Regions from separate parts of the Zea mays genome. Here region 1 is linked to region 2. A link is a contact called in public Hi-C data. All regions are on one chromosome and are shown on one strand. Each heading gives the region's core, a stretch centred on a gene start, on an enhancer-like site or on the middle of the called end of the contact. The rest is flanking DNA. Distances are from core to core; before and after follow the strand shown.

Evidence for each region. A called contact is a pair of places that touch in the nucleus more often than the background predicts.
Region 1: a Hi-C map of bundle sheath shows a contact between it and region 2, with 4 times the contacts expected there. The contact joins the promoter of LOC103635534 here to the promoter of LOC100383902 in region 2. A contact is called at or near these places in 13 of 25 Hi-C or Micro-C datasets (bundle sheath, ear, endosperm and 4 more).

The regions. Positions count from the first base shown.
Region 1 is chr8:89,830,214-89,836,971 of Zm-B73-REFERENCE-NAM-5.0, forward strand. LOC103635534 (oxidoreductase 2OG-Fe(II) oxygenase family protein) reads left to right here and starts at 3,306. Exons shown (of 7, transcript XM_008657965.4): 1 at 3,306-4,293. The coding sequence starts at 3,696.
Region 2 is chr8:89,583,860-89,590,326 of Zm-B73-REFERENCE-NAM-5.0, forward strand. It overlaps LOC100383902, which reads left to right and starts at 2,795. Exons shown (of 13, transcript NM_001362225.1): 1 at 2,795-2,985; 2 at 3,103-3,189; 3 at 3,261-3,355; 4 at 3,608-3,701; 5 at 3,797-4,135; 6 at 4,241-4,517; 7 at 4,593-4,754; 8 at 4,945-5,160; 9 at 5,254-5,291; 10 at 5,449-5,612; 11 at 5,692-5,805; 12 at 5,903-5,944; 13 at 6,039-6,467. The coding sequence starts at 2,898.

The DNA of each region.
Region 1 (6,758 bases), core at 2,056-4,555, 250 kb after region 2:
TCCTCGTCGGTGAACCCCAATCTAGGAACCTCCCTTCTTGGCCACGTATGTGTGTCCAGTGACGTCATATGCCATGCCATGTGACCACTCCGGGGCCACATGCGCCATGCGCCATATACCCGAACCCTTAACCCACACACACCCGTGAAACCGCGAGGATCGGCTCTGGTACCACTTGTAACACCCCGTTCACTCCCGGACCAGCAGCACTTACTGCTGGCAGCTCTATAGGATCATATATTGTCCCCACAGACCATCACGAGTCTTTTGTGTGCACTTTGTCCTCAATCATGCGCACTCGAGAAAACTTCATGGTCGGTCACCCATCCCAAATTGCTCCAAGACAAGCACGCTTAACTTGGAGGTTCTTTCGAGATAGGATTCCAAAAAAAGAAGATGCACCTTGTTATATGAGTACTCTATTAATTTTATTAAGCCTTGGACGAGGATATCGTCATCCTCTAGGGCCAGGATATCACAACGGAGGACCTTAATCGTGTCCACTGCATCGGAGATATTGGGCACGTGCTTCCCCCTATGGGTGGCAGGCATGTTGTTCCCCTAGCGAGCAACATACTCAAAGCCAACAGCAGTGGTAGTTGGAAATGGCACAATCCTTATCATCATTCTCTATCGGAAGCCATCCTCTCTTTCCTATGTGGCATGGACCAACAACCATTCGACGATGAAAAGGCATGAGGTCCCTTATATGCACGCACTGCATAGTGTCACCATATTCCGTCATCACCCTACGCGAAAGCATCTCCGCTGGTCATTGTTGGAACCACTCACAAGTCTCGACACGCGCTGAGATCCAAGTGGTTGTACACATGCAACTTTATCATCCAGATGGTATCCTTCTAATCCCTGAGTCTCCATGGTAATATCGTCATCTACAACCATGATCATTAACATAGCTCGAGGGCAAGCTGTCTTGGAAGGGTAAAGTAGTGTTATAGCAAGTGGAGCCAACCTAGGGGTCTTGTAGTGTGTAAATAGTGTCTCATAGACATTGTCAAATAGATATGCAACAATGTAGCATGTAAATAGTGCCAAACAAACATGTGGCACTGCAAAGAATCTGTTTTGCCTTCTCATGTGCCCAAAAGCGATTTTTTTTAAAACTCAATAGCAAAAGTAAAAAACTATAAAATAAAAGAAAATATTGCAAAAAAGATTATAAAAATCAATATGTAGAAGCCAAAAGTTAAAAAAGACAGTTTTAAGCTTAATGTCTAAAAACTATAGTTTAGGCACAAAGTAGTTATGATCATGCCATAATGTTCTACAATTAGCATTCTTGTTATTTGTCGAAAAGGTTGATCGTATAATTTCATATTCTAACCATACTCTATGTCGAGGACGAGCCGATCGAGCACCCGACGGACATCATGATGGAGCCAGCAGGGAAAGGTGCTTTATCGGTAGGTGTTAGCCGTTTTGTGGCTATAGGATGTACCCATGATGCAGGAGATTTGCAATATGCAGTTGATTTATCCTCGCACCCCTTTGTAGCTCCTCCAAATTGTGCATCACTACATATAAGACCTCAAACATGTGAGCTGCATCGGGGATGGACATGCGGTTTCTTCTATAGGTGGGGGGTATGTTATTCCCCTCGGTGGTAGTGATATCAAAGTCTACAGGGGCAGTGGTTGGAAAGGCACACCCCTTCTCGTCATTCTCTGTCGGAAAGGCACACACCTTCTCGTCGTATTCAATAACAAAAGTCAACAACTAAAAGCCAAAAAAATATTGCAAAAAATATTAACCAAAAGTCAATAGCTACAAGCCAAAAGTAAAAAAAACAACTTTTAAGCTAAAGATCCAAAAACTACAGGTCATGCCCAAAGTAGTTATGCCATGCCCAAAGTAGTTATGGCCATGCCACGATGTTGTATAATTTACATATTTTATTAATCCAAATTATTGGTCATATACTTCATCAAACTAAACAACAAATAGTGATCGTCCATCCCTCCAACCAAACATGACTAGGGATCATTTCATCCCTCAAACCAAGGTCCACACCATCCTCAACTGGCTTGTCTCGCAACCGATCACATGCTAAGTGATCATGAACAATATAACGATCAACCTTAATTTTATGTTATATCCTGAAAAAATACAACACAATCATCACAAACATATATAATATTTGAAGAACGGAGCCTACGAGATCAAGTAATCTAGTTTGTGGCTCCAATAACTTTTTTTCTGGTTCACTGAATAACGTCCCAAAGATTGAATTGTCTCTATGCGCGTTACAAAAATTGGCGTTACAAAAACTGTAGTGATGCAGGAGATGTGCAATCTGTAATTGATTTAGCCTCGCATCCCTTTATAGCTCCTCCAAATTGTGCATCACTACATATAAGACTTCAAACGTGTGCGTTGCATCGAGGATGGGCATGCGGTTCCTTCTATAGGTGGTGCCGTGGTGGGCATGTTATTCCCCTCGAGGGCAGTGATATCAAAGTCTACAAGGGTGGTGGTTGGAAAGGCATGCCCCTTCTCATCGTATTCAATATCAAAAGTCAACAACTAGAAGCCAAACAAAAAATATAAAAGAAGTCAATAGCTACAAGCCAAAAGTCAGAAAAAAGCCAGCTTTTAAGCTAAATTTCCAAAAACTACAGCTCATGCCCAAAGTACTTATGACCATGCCACGATGTTCTACAATTTGCATTTTTTTTAATCCAAATGTTGATCATATACTTTCTCAAACCAAACAACAAATAGTGATCGCTCTATCCCTCCAACCAAACATGACTAGAGATCATTTCATCCCTCAAACCAGGTTCACCCCATTCTCAGCTGATCTGTCTCGCAACCGATCACATGCTAAGTGATCTTGAACAATATAACAATCAACCTTAATTTCATGTTATATCCTCAAAAAATACAACACAATCATCACAAACACATATAGTATTTGAAGAACGGCACCTACGAGATCATGTAATCTAGTTGCTGGGTCCAATAACTTTTTTCTCCGGTTCGCTGAATAACGTCCCAAAGATTGAATTGTCTCTATGCGCGTTACAAAAATTGTCATCTCCACTTCTTCAACGCCCTTCTCCACGTCATTTGGAACATATCCACAGTGCACGATACATCGCTAGCTTCTTTCTCGAAAAGAAACCGGACATGCCCGTGCCGCTCTGAAGCGCACGACCAGGATCATGCGTGGTCCAGAAGACTGCGCCCACGAAGAACGTTCCGTGCCGCACCGCACGGCATGCGTCCCAATATCAGGTCCGGTAGGGCGACGCTGCCACCCTCTGCCTCTGAGCCCCGGCGGCCCGGCCGGTGGGTGGCGAGCGCGGTCCGCACGCGCCCCCTACTACCCCCGTTGCCCGTCCGGTCCGACCCCCCGTAGGTCGCAGGCACAAAAGCGACCTGGCCCTTAACGGCAATTCAGCCTCGACGCCGGATCCGCGCTTCCCGACTCGCCGCTACGTCACCCGATTGGGGCTGGCCCTGGCCACGGGCACCCGCCGAGGCATTTATAAGTACGAGCGCCCGGGTGAGCCAGAGCCCCACACACCGTCTTCCTCTGTTTTGCCAGGGCCAACGCCATTACTAGAAGTCTAGAAGAGAGGTGGGGAGGCAGAGACGAGAGGCGTAGGGAATTCGGGGGAGAGAGAGAGAGGCAGGGCGGTGACGAGCTTGGACTGGCGATCGCGGGAGCGATGACGACGGCGGCCGGCATGCCGGGGTCGCCGGTGGGCTCGGCCGCGGCGGCTGGCGGTCCCGCGGCGCCCGAGGTGGCGGCCATGGACGCGGTGATCGGGTGGTTCCGCGGCGAGTTCGCGGCCGCGAACGCGATGATCGACGCGCTGTGCGGACACCTGGCGCAGATCGGCGGCGGCGGCGGGGCCGAGTACGACCCCGTCTTCGCCGCGCTCCACCGCCGACGCGCCAACTGGTTCCCCGTCCTCCACATGCAGAAGTTCTACCCCGTCACGGACGTCAACGCCGAGCTGCGCCGCGTCGCGGCCGCCCGCGCCGCCGCGGGGCCCTGCTGCTACTCGGAGGAGGAGGTCGCGTCCACGGTGATCCACGATCCCATGGAAGACCTCCCCTCTGAGGCGGAGCCCGAACCCAGGCCGGAGCACCAGCAGGATCCTATACACCAGGATCCGGCTCCGGAGGCCGAGGAGGCTGACGGCACCGTCATCAACCCCGCCTTGGAGTGTCACGAGGAGGCGGACGCGGGGGCTGACTCCTCGGGAGATTCGTCGGAGCGGAAGGCCCCCTCTACGGAAGACGACACCGTCCCAGACGGACGTAAGTACAATCACGCTAACCCGAAAATTAAATTCTCCCGTGCTCGCGTCAATTAATTACCTTTGCCTGCTGCATCCCGTTCATGTTCCGGCCTCCGGCATTCGGACATGCAGAATCCGTCGTCGTTTCCTTTAGCTCGACGTCCGCACTAGTAGATTAGAGTTTCCAAAATTATCAAATAAATTTCGGCCGCTTCGTGAACTCTTGGATCTGGTAGCCAGATGTGACTTTCCCGCAAGTATTTTTTTCTTATTACTAAACTCCTTTCCGGGCCTAACTAACTAACTGTAAAACGGCGGGACGATGGCACTAGTATAAAAAATATCAAATAATGTCTTCTTTTTGGGAGTTTTATTTTATGTTTTCGATTCACGAGATTAACAGGCTTCCAGATTACGCTTAATCATGACATTATTGCTAAAGCTGCACAGGAGCGTTGGTTCATGTGAAATGGGAATGTAGATGCCGCACGGGTCCATTTCTTCTGGAGGCTAGTGCAAAATTGGAGCGCGTGGTCTGATATATTTTTTCGTGTCCATGTCCATCCTCTCAGTCAATCCTGGCCGTCGGTCGTGGCGGCGGCGGAGAAAGCAGTACCCGTGAAAGGGGATCACGGGGTCGCTAGGAAGTAGGATCGCAAAACCCTACCGCTTTTCCTCCGACGCTCCGACGACCTTCTCTCTTTTCGGCTTTGCTACGCCTCCATGCGGCCCCAGTCCTCACCTCGGGCACCCTTTTGGGCTTTGGCCTGTCCCTGGTCCCGCGGAGAAGGCCGCAGGCCGATGGCAGACTGGTTGTACGGCGGCCTTTTGCAATTAGGCGATGCGTTTACTGCAGCTGCGTCGCCACTTAATGTTGGAGAAGTAGTTTATATATTAAATAAACGTGCAGTGCAGCTACGGCCTACGGGCGCTCGAGCGTCTCCGCCCGACCCGTCTGGTCTGGCCGAGGGCGGCCAACGGCCTCGAATGCATCGTTGCAGTTGGGCACACCAGCCTGGTGAGTCTGCTCAGTGCTGCGATTGGCTCTTGTCGTGTCTGCAAATTGCGCGTGGCCTTAGAATATTGCTGCCCATGTGTCAGCTCTCAGATCGATCGGCGTCGGACATGGCAGGGTTGGCCTCGACGGAACTTGTGACTCACTTGGAGCGGTCGGTCGGTCGGTCGGTGACGATGAGTGCCACACTGACGCCAGCCTTGAACTCCAGCTCCCCAGTGGCGTGCCTCTGACGCTCGAGTGAGTCGAGTTAATGGACCCACACAACCCGCACCAAGGGACACCGACCACCTGGCCCCAGATCGGGTTCCGGGTGCCAGGAGGCTGGATCTGGTGCCGCGCGTATCGGGTCGGCCGGCAGCCCGGGCCGCACACGTGGTCTCCGTGGGCTACTGTCTCGGGGAGTGGGACCCTGGCCAATCAGCCGATTGTACTGTGAGGGGTCCCGTCTGCTGGGTAGAGGGGTTCCGCGAAAGAACTTCTTGTCTCCGTATGCCAGGTGGACCGTGACGGCTCCCGTCGAGACTTCAGCCGCTAGCGCGGCCGTCAGGGGTAGGTATACGATCGGAGAACTTTTTGGAGCTCATGCGCGATTGAGCTGTGCCGTGGAATTGGTTAAGGGCGACTTTAGAACGCGGGAAATCTCTATGTTTTTTAATAAAAACGGACTGATTTCTGTGAAGTTTTCTGAGATTTAAAAAATTCCCGCGTTCCAAAGGATTCTAATGGTTCTACAACAGCGTAGTTTGTGTACGCGCTGTCAATTGATGATGACATCGTGTTCCAAGCTTTGTCCACATGCTGCTGTTGTTAGTCAGCTTGCCTTTTTCTCAGCTCGTCTCTCGATTTTAGAAGATTTCAGTCAATCTCTGACTTTCTTTTTTTAAAAGAGTGTAGACGAAAAACAATTCTTGTGTTTCTTGTGCGTGCGATGGACCATTGCGAAGCTAGAAATAAAAGGAGAGAGTGATATAAGTAGAGCGGGTTACTTGAGTATCATCTTTTATACCTCTGTCCCTTGCCCAATAATTGAACATGTATACTGCTGCTGGTGGTCCCTGGTTTCATTCGATGCGTGCACCTACATATATAGTACACTACAATGCTCGTGTTCTGTGTTCCAGCCTTCCAGCTCATTCGGCTTTAATCCGTACCGGTTTATACTGTTTCTACAATGTTTTTATCTATATGGATTGTCAGTTCTTTCATCTAAACTCTCCTCTTTATCATATTATTATATCACGGAAGGCACCTTTTTTTTTCTCTCCATTCATGCTGTAGTACGTAAAAGTGACACCAAAAGGGTGCAGCAGTTTGAGATTCAACCAAAACGAAATCATTTCTTCATGGGTTATGATGGATATTTTGAAGATCTAACGGGTGATAAAAGCAGCATATGTGACAGAACGATATGTGAGAATTTGAACGCGTGATAGACTGGACCTGTTGTTGCTGATCGAGGGACCTTG
Region 2 (6,467 bases), core at 1,545-4,044:
AAAGGGTAGCCCACGCGAGGGCCATGCACCACGGTCGAGTAACTCCGTAGAGAGCCACGGGCATTCTCCACGCGCAAGTGGTGCTCTGCTTTTGGCTCCTCTTAGACGCTCCCCGCCATCTCCACTATCAAGCTTCCGACCGAAACGCTGCGGGCCTTGTTCCCTCTAGTACACGGTGGTGGCCGTGACACAAACTCGGTTGTCACGGTCTCGTACGACTCTCGCCCCACTTAATACAATTACAACGGCTCACACAAGAGCTGAGGGGTTTTGTGGGTTTTTCTAAACTCACTCAACTAACTAGGATTCACCTAGAGCAATCGCATAAGCGGTCTAACTAACCTAAGCACTTCGCAAAGCACCTACGCTAATCATTGAGTGTTTCTATTAAGCACGTGAGTGTTTGAACACTTGGAAATGTCTATAGCATGTATTGGTATGTTGTTTGGGCCCCCACATCTTCAAATGGCTGGTTGGAGGGGTATAAATAGCCTCCCCCTCAATTATAGTTGTTGGACAGAAAGCTGATTGCTCTGTCGTAGGGCGCACTAGCCAGTCCGGTGCACATCAGACATGTCCGGTGCCCTGACCATGTTAGCCGACCGTTGAGGTCTATAGCAGTCGACTGTTGATAAAGTTGTAGCCGACCGTTGGCCAAACTGTCCGGTGTACACTGGACAATCTAGTGCTACAACAACCGAGAGTCCAGTTTGTGGACCTCTCTGCACAGACTATTCGGTACACACCGAATATGTCTGATGCGCCACCAGAGCGCTAGCCGATTACCCACTTCATGTATTTCTTCACTATTTTCTTGGGCATCTTTTGGTCTTGAGTCTCAGACTTCTACGCATCTTTTAGGTCTTCTTTTGAGGTGTTACATCCTCAGAGCCTCAGTTGAATCCTCTTCACATCCTGTGAACTACAAACATAAACACTAGCAAATACATTAGTCCACAGATTATGTCGATCATAAAACACCAAAATCATTTAGTCAAATGGGCCAATATCCATTTTTCTTACAACCTAGAAATGTGATGGCTCGGGACGGCAGAGGCAGGAAGCATTAACTTATGTGCTGGCATGCCGCCACTTCAACTTGGCGTCCTTTGATCGACAAAACAAGACAAACTCAAGCTCATTCTTCTTGATAGATTAAGAAAACACACCCAACAGGATCCCCTCTGCCTCTGCCTCTAGCCCTCCACATTGATGCTGCGAAAATAAAGGCTGTGCCAGCATAGACAAGGAAACTATTGATGTCGTCTGAAATCAAGAGACTTCCACTACATTGACGTGACATATCAAAGTCATGTCGCATCAATGAAGCTTCTGCCACTACGTTGACGTGAGAGAATAAGTCGGCAATGCCTCAAATCACAGTCGCCCAATGTCGCTGGAGCTTCCACCTCTGCCTTAAATAAGATGGAATGAACGTAGAGTAAGGGAAAAGGAGAAAAGTCACGCACAATACATTTTGATTTTTTTGAATGGCCAAATACAACGTGATAGTTTATGAATCAGAACGAGTGTGCTAAAAACATGTCCTAAACGGAAAGTACCGTACTTAAGCGTGAAGGTGCCTGCTGAAAATAAAACGGGCACATATTTTTTTCTTGGAAATAGGGTTGCCTCCTCAACGTACACAAATTGGATTGTTGAGGTTTAAGACTATCTCTAGTAAAGTTGTCTCCAGCAAAAATGCTAAAACACTTTGTCTACTAAATGTAGTGGATGGTGGTCTCTGCTACACCTCCGAGTTGATATAGCCTTCAGTAAATTTAGCGGACGCCGCTGGAGATGCTAAATATGGAGTTACACGACCCCTCTCCCTCTTGCTCCTGTGCCGGCACGAACTCTTTCCCTCCACTCTCGGCTTCCTTTGCACACTACGTCTTCCTAGTGTCGTTCGGATCCCAGAGGTCAAAGATCTTCATTGTTGTAAAACTGGGATCAACAATCCCTACATTCGATGGGTTTGGTGGAAGACCCATAAAATCGAGGAGAGCTGCTACGCTGGAGTTCTCTGCCGTGTCACCTAATCTTGGGGCCAAACCATGATGCGTCGATGACCTACTCCGTAGAGGGAAGGGTCTGCTCTTAGATCCTACGACGAACACTGCAAAACCTATAGCACCCCTTTCCCCGATTCAAGGTCGAATCTGCAAGCTGAGAAAGGGAAGGGGACACTAAATCCGGGCTCATCATCAGCATCCATTGGCTCCTTGATCCCAAATTTATAGCATCACAGGTGATTCCCTAATCTTCCTTTTTTAATCCTTATGTGGTCTATCCCTGTATCCTCCAACAACGTCCATAAACGATGTTCGTGCGTCATCTATATTTATATATTTTTCTACTATCCTTTATCCATTTTAATGCTTCAAACCATATATTAAATAAAACTTAAATATACATAAAATATTTGAGGATATGATAAATATATATGTACAAAAAATTTAGAAGGAAATATGTATATAATATATGTATCTATATATAAGAGAGGGGATGAGAAATAGAAGATGTTATTAACAAGAAATGAGATATAGAGAAGAAAATTATAGAGGAGACCATAGAGACAGTTTAAACAGAAATTCCTCTCCGGGTCTGAACATAAAATATTTAAATGAATATTATAAACTACCGATCTACACTAAATTGAGAACTAGAACATTCCAAACGCGCTCCAACGGTCATCTCCCTACAGGCTACAGCCAAACCTCAAACCCCAGCGGTCGGTCCAATTCAAAAATCGAATCCTGCGCTCCTTCCCCAAGCTATTCCCAAACTGCCCCACGTCTCATCCTCGCGAGTCGCGACCTCGCAAGCCTCTCCGACCCCCAGCTCAACGAGATCGGGCGAGCGATCCCCTCTTCCCCGACCACCAGATCGCAGCAATGGAGCCGGATCCGGTCGCCGCTGGGGCATCCTCCTCGCCGCCGCCTTCACCAGCGCCGGCCACGTCCCCGCCGTGGCAAACGCGAGGTACTGTTTCTTAGTTCTCAGGCTAGGAGTAGGGTTTCTTTATTGTCGGGGTGTACCCAGCTGGGCGCTGGCGTGGTGTGCGTCTTCGCCTCAAACGGCCTGGCGTTTGCTTGCCAGATGACGATGAGCCGGGAGCGGTGGATTGCGCGGATCCCGGAGGAGACCTGAATCCCGCGCCGCCGCCGTCGCTTCAGCAGGGTACAGGTTCGTTCTCTTGCAGCAGATGGCCAGTAGGGTTTGCTGCGTCCGTCTCATGGTGGGGAAATTGTTCGTAGTTGAGAACGCCGCGGTGGGCAGCGAGGTGGAGCAGGAGGAACCAAAGAAGGAGGCGATGGCAGGAGTAGGGGAGACTCTCCGCAGCTTCATGGAGGTGAGCACACCTTTGGATGCCAATTCGTGGCGGCGACTTGGAATTATCATGATTTCTTCTCGTGCTTAATCGTAGATATAAAAATATCTGACCAATCAAAGAAATTGAACTAGAAAAATCTTAAACGCACATGAAACCAAGCAGGAAAGTGTTGATTTTCTCTTTCTCCCTTGGTAACGATGGTTCAACTTTGTTTCAAGAGAAAATATGGTAGGGCTGTTCGCTTCTGATTTCATTGTGTCTTTTCTTCAGGAGTTTGGGGATCAAGGAGAGGACTCCATTATCTTGTCACCGCGGCTGAAGGATATTAGTACTCCTGACCGCCCCGCTGCCCTCGGTTTCCTAGGTACACGCAACTGTCATACACGTGCTTTGCTTAAGCATTTGAAGCATTTCGATTCCTATTATTATCTGTTGTGTTTGTCATTTGTTCGTGTGTAGGGGAGAAGTATAACAACCTCATGGAGAGGTACAAGAAGTACAAGAAGCAGGTGGTCAAGTGTTCCGAGGAGTGTGAACCAAGATATAATGGCCTGAAGAAGAAGTACACAGACGAGTGTGCAGAGAGGCGGCGTCTGTACAATGAGCTTATTGAGCTAAGAGGTAACATTAGGGTGTTCTGCAGATGCAGACCTCTGAGCTCCGATGAGGTCAACCGTGGGTGTTTATCTGTTGTTGAGATTGACCCATCACAGGAGAGTGAGCTGCAGTTTGTGCCCAGTGAAAAAGAAAGGAAGCCCTTTAAGTTCGATCATGTTTTTGGGCCAGAGGATGACCAAGGTATATTTGACTGAAACTGTACCTAGCTGACTTGTCAAGTATGCTAGTAGTATACATGTTTAAGGGTGACATATTTATCGGTTGCTTTCCAACCTTTTTGTGCAGAGGCCGTCTTTTCAGAAACAGTGCATGTTGTTAGGTCAGTGATGGATGGTTTTAACGTATGCATCTTTGCATATGGGCAAACAGGAACTGGGAAAACTTTCACAATGGAAGGGGTTCCAGAAAATAGGGGTGTAAATTATCGGGCTTTGGAAGAATTGTTCAGAACGTCAGAGAAAAGAAGTGCATCTGTTGCATACACATTTTCCGTAAGCATCTTGGAAGTTTACAATGAAAAGATCAGAGATCTTCTTGATGAGAGCAATGATCAATCAAAAAGGTATAATTCCTTCCTTTGTCCTCTTGGTGAGAAAAGATTCATTGCTTTAACAATGTTATGTTGTTGCAATTCAAGGTTGGATATTAAGCAAAATGCTGATGGAACACAAGAAGTTCATGGTTTGGTTGAGGCTCCAGTTTATAACATAGATGATGTGTGGGAGAAACTGAAGTTTGGTGCTCAAAATAGATCTGTTGGCTCAACCAATTCTAATGAACTCAGCAGCCGCTCCCACAGGTGAGGGCTTTGGTGTTTCATGATGCGTTATGTGTTTATTCTAATTAATTAAGTTCATAATCCAGGATATAATTCCACTTTGTAAGGTTGACCACTATGATTTAGATTCAGTTTTTGTCAATTATCATTACTATACTATATTACTATAGCACTGAGATAAAACATTTTGCCTCTTGCAATCTATTTGCAGTTTGGTTAGGGTCACTGTTAGGAGCGAGCATTTGGTGACTTATCAGAGGAGCAGAAGCCACATGTGGCTGGTTGACCTTGCTGGAAGTGAGAGAATAGCTAAAACTGGGGTAGAAGGAGATCGGCTGAAAGAGTCACAGTTCATCAACAAATCACTATCTGCCTTGGGTGATGTTATATCTGCCCTTGCCTCAAAAAATTCCCATATTCCATACCGGTTAGTGCTATCACATACTAAGGCACCTACTTTGCTTAGCTGCTTAAATTATCTTGGTCTTATTACCTCCATTTCCTTTTTGCTGTCAACTAGGAATTCCAAGTTGACTCATTTGCTCCAAAGCTCTTTAGGTAACTTTTCTTCTTTTGCTACTTATGTGGCAATTGCACTTTTGTTTTTTTAGCAAACTGTTGAAGTTTCATATCCTGTTGATTTCATCAGTGTACTAGAATGTATCAAAAAAAAAGACAAGTTGGTGGTGAACTTGCTTGTTCTATGTTTTTACAGGCGGCGATTGCAAGACTCTAATGTTCGTGCAGATAAGTCCAAGCTCTATGGATTCAGGAGAAACTCTCAGTTCACTCAATTTTGCCAGTAGAGTCCGGACTGTAGAACATGGCCCTGCTCGTAAGCAAGTGGATCCAGCTGAAAGTTTGAAGTTCAAGCAGATGGTAATTTGAATCTCCCACACTGAATAGTCATGACACGACATGATCTGGTTGCATCAACTATATATAAAATCTATTTCAGACTGAAAAACTTCGGCACGAGGAAAAGGAAAATGCACAGCTGAACCAAAGCTTGCAGCTGATGCAGCTCAAGTACGCTTCTCGTGAGAATGTCTTCAGGACACTAAACGAAAAGGTATTGCCTCGATTCTCATTGTATTGATTTGTTTGGATCCTATTGGATACATGCTGTCATGGAATCAAATGTTAACAGAAGAAATGTTTTGCAACAGGTGAAGGATGCTGAACAAGCATGCAGAAATTATCAGCAACGGGTAAGTAGGGGAGCCAGTTATTTCTAGTTCCTAAAGACTCTGAGCCCCTCCGTGTATTCTAACCTTTACTTGTGAAATGTACTCCTCTGTACAGATTAGAGAGCTGGAAAGTGAATTAGGCAATGAGAAAAGGGTTTCTAGGGATTCTGCTAGATCCTCAAGGCCGCCACTTGTTCCTACGAGACAGAAGCAGCCTCACGGAAGGAACGCGCCACCTTCAGGCCCTTCTAGATGGAGGCTCAAAGCCCCCACAATCCACAACAAAGAGAACATTCCGGTGATGATGAACAAATCAAATCCTGGGGATGACCCTAATAAGGCTGTTGGCAGAGCAAGGCGCGTTTCACTTACTCCGGTGATTCGACAAATCCCCATCCAGCCCAAGAGGCGGTCTTCGATAGCAATACTACCATCTGTGAGAGAGCATCTTTCTGTGCTAAACGAAAAGAGAGCAGCGTCTCGACTGTCGCAAGTCAACATGCCAAGAAGATCAGTCGCGACCTTTGGTTTGAATTTGGGTCCA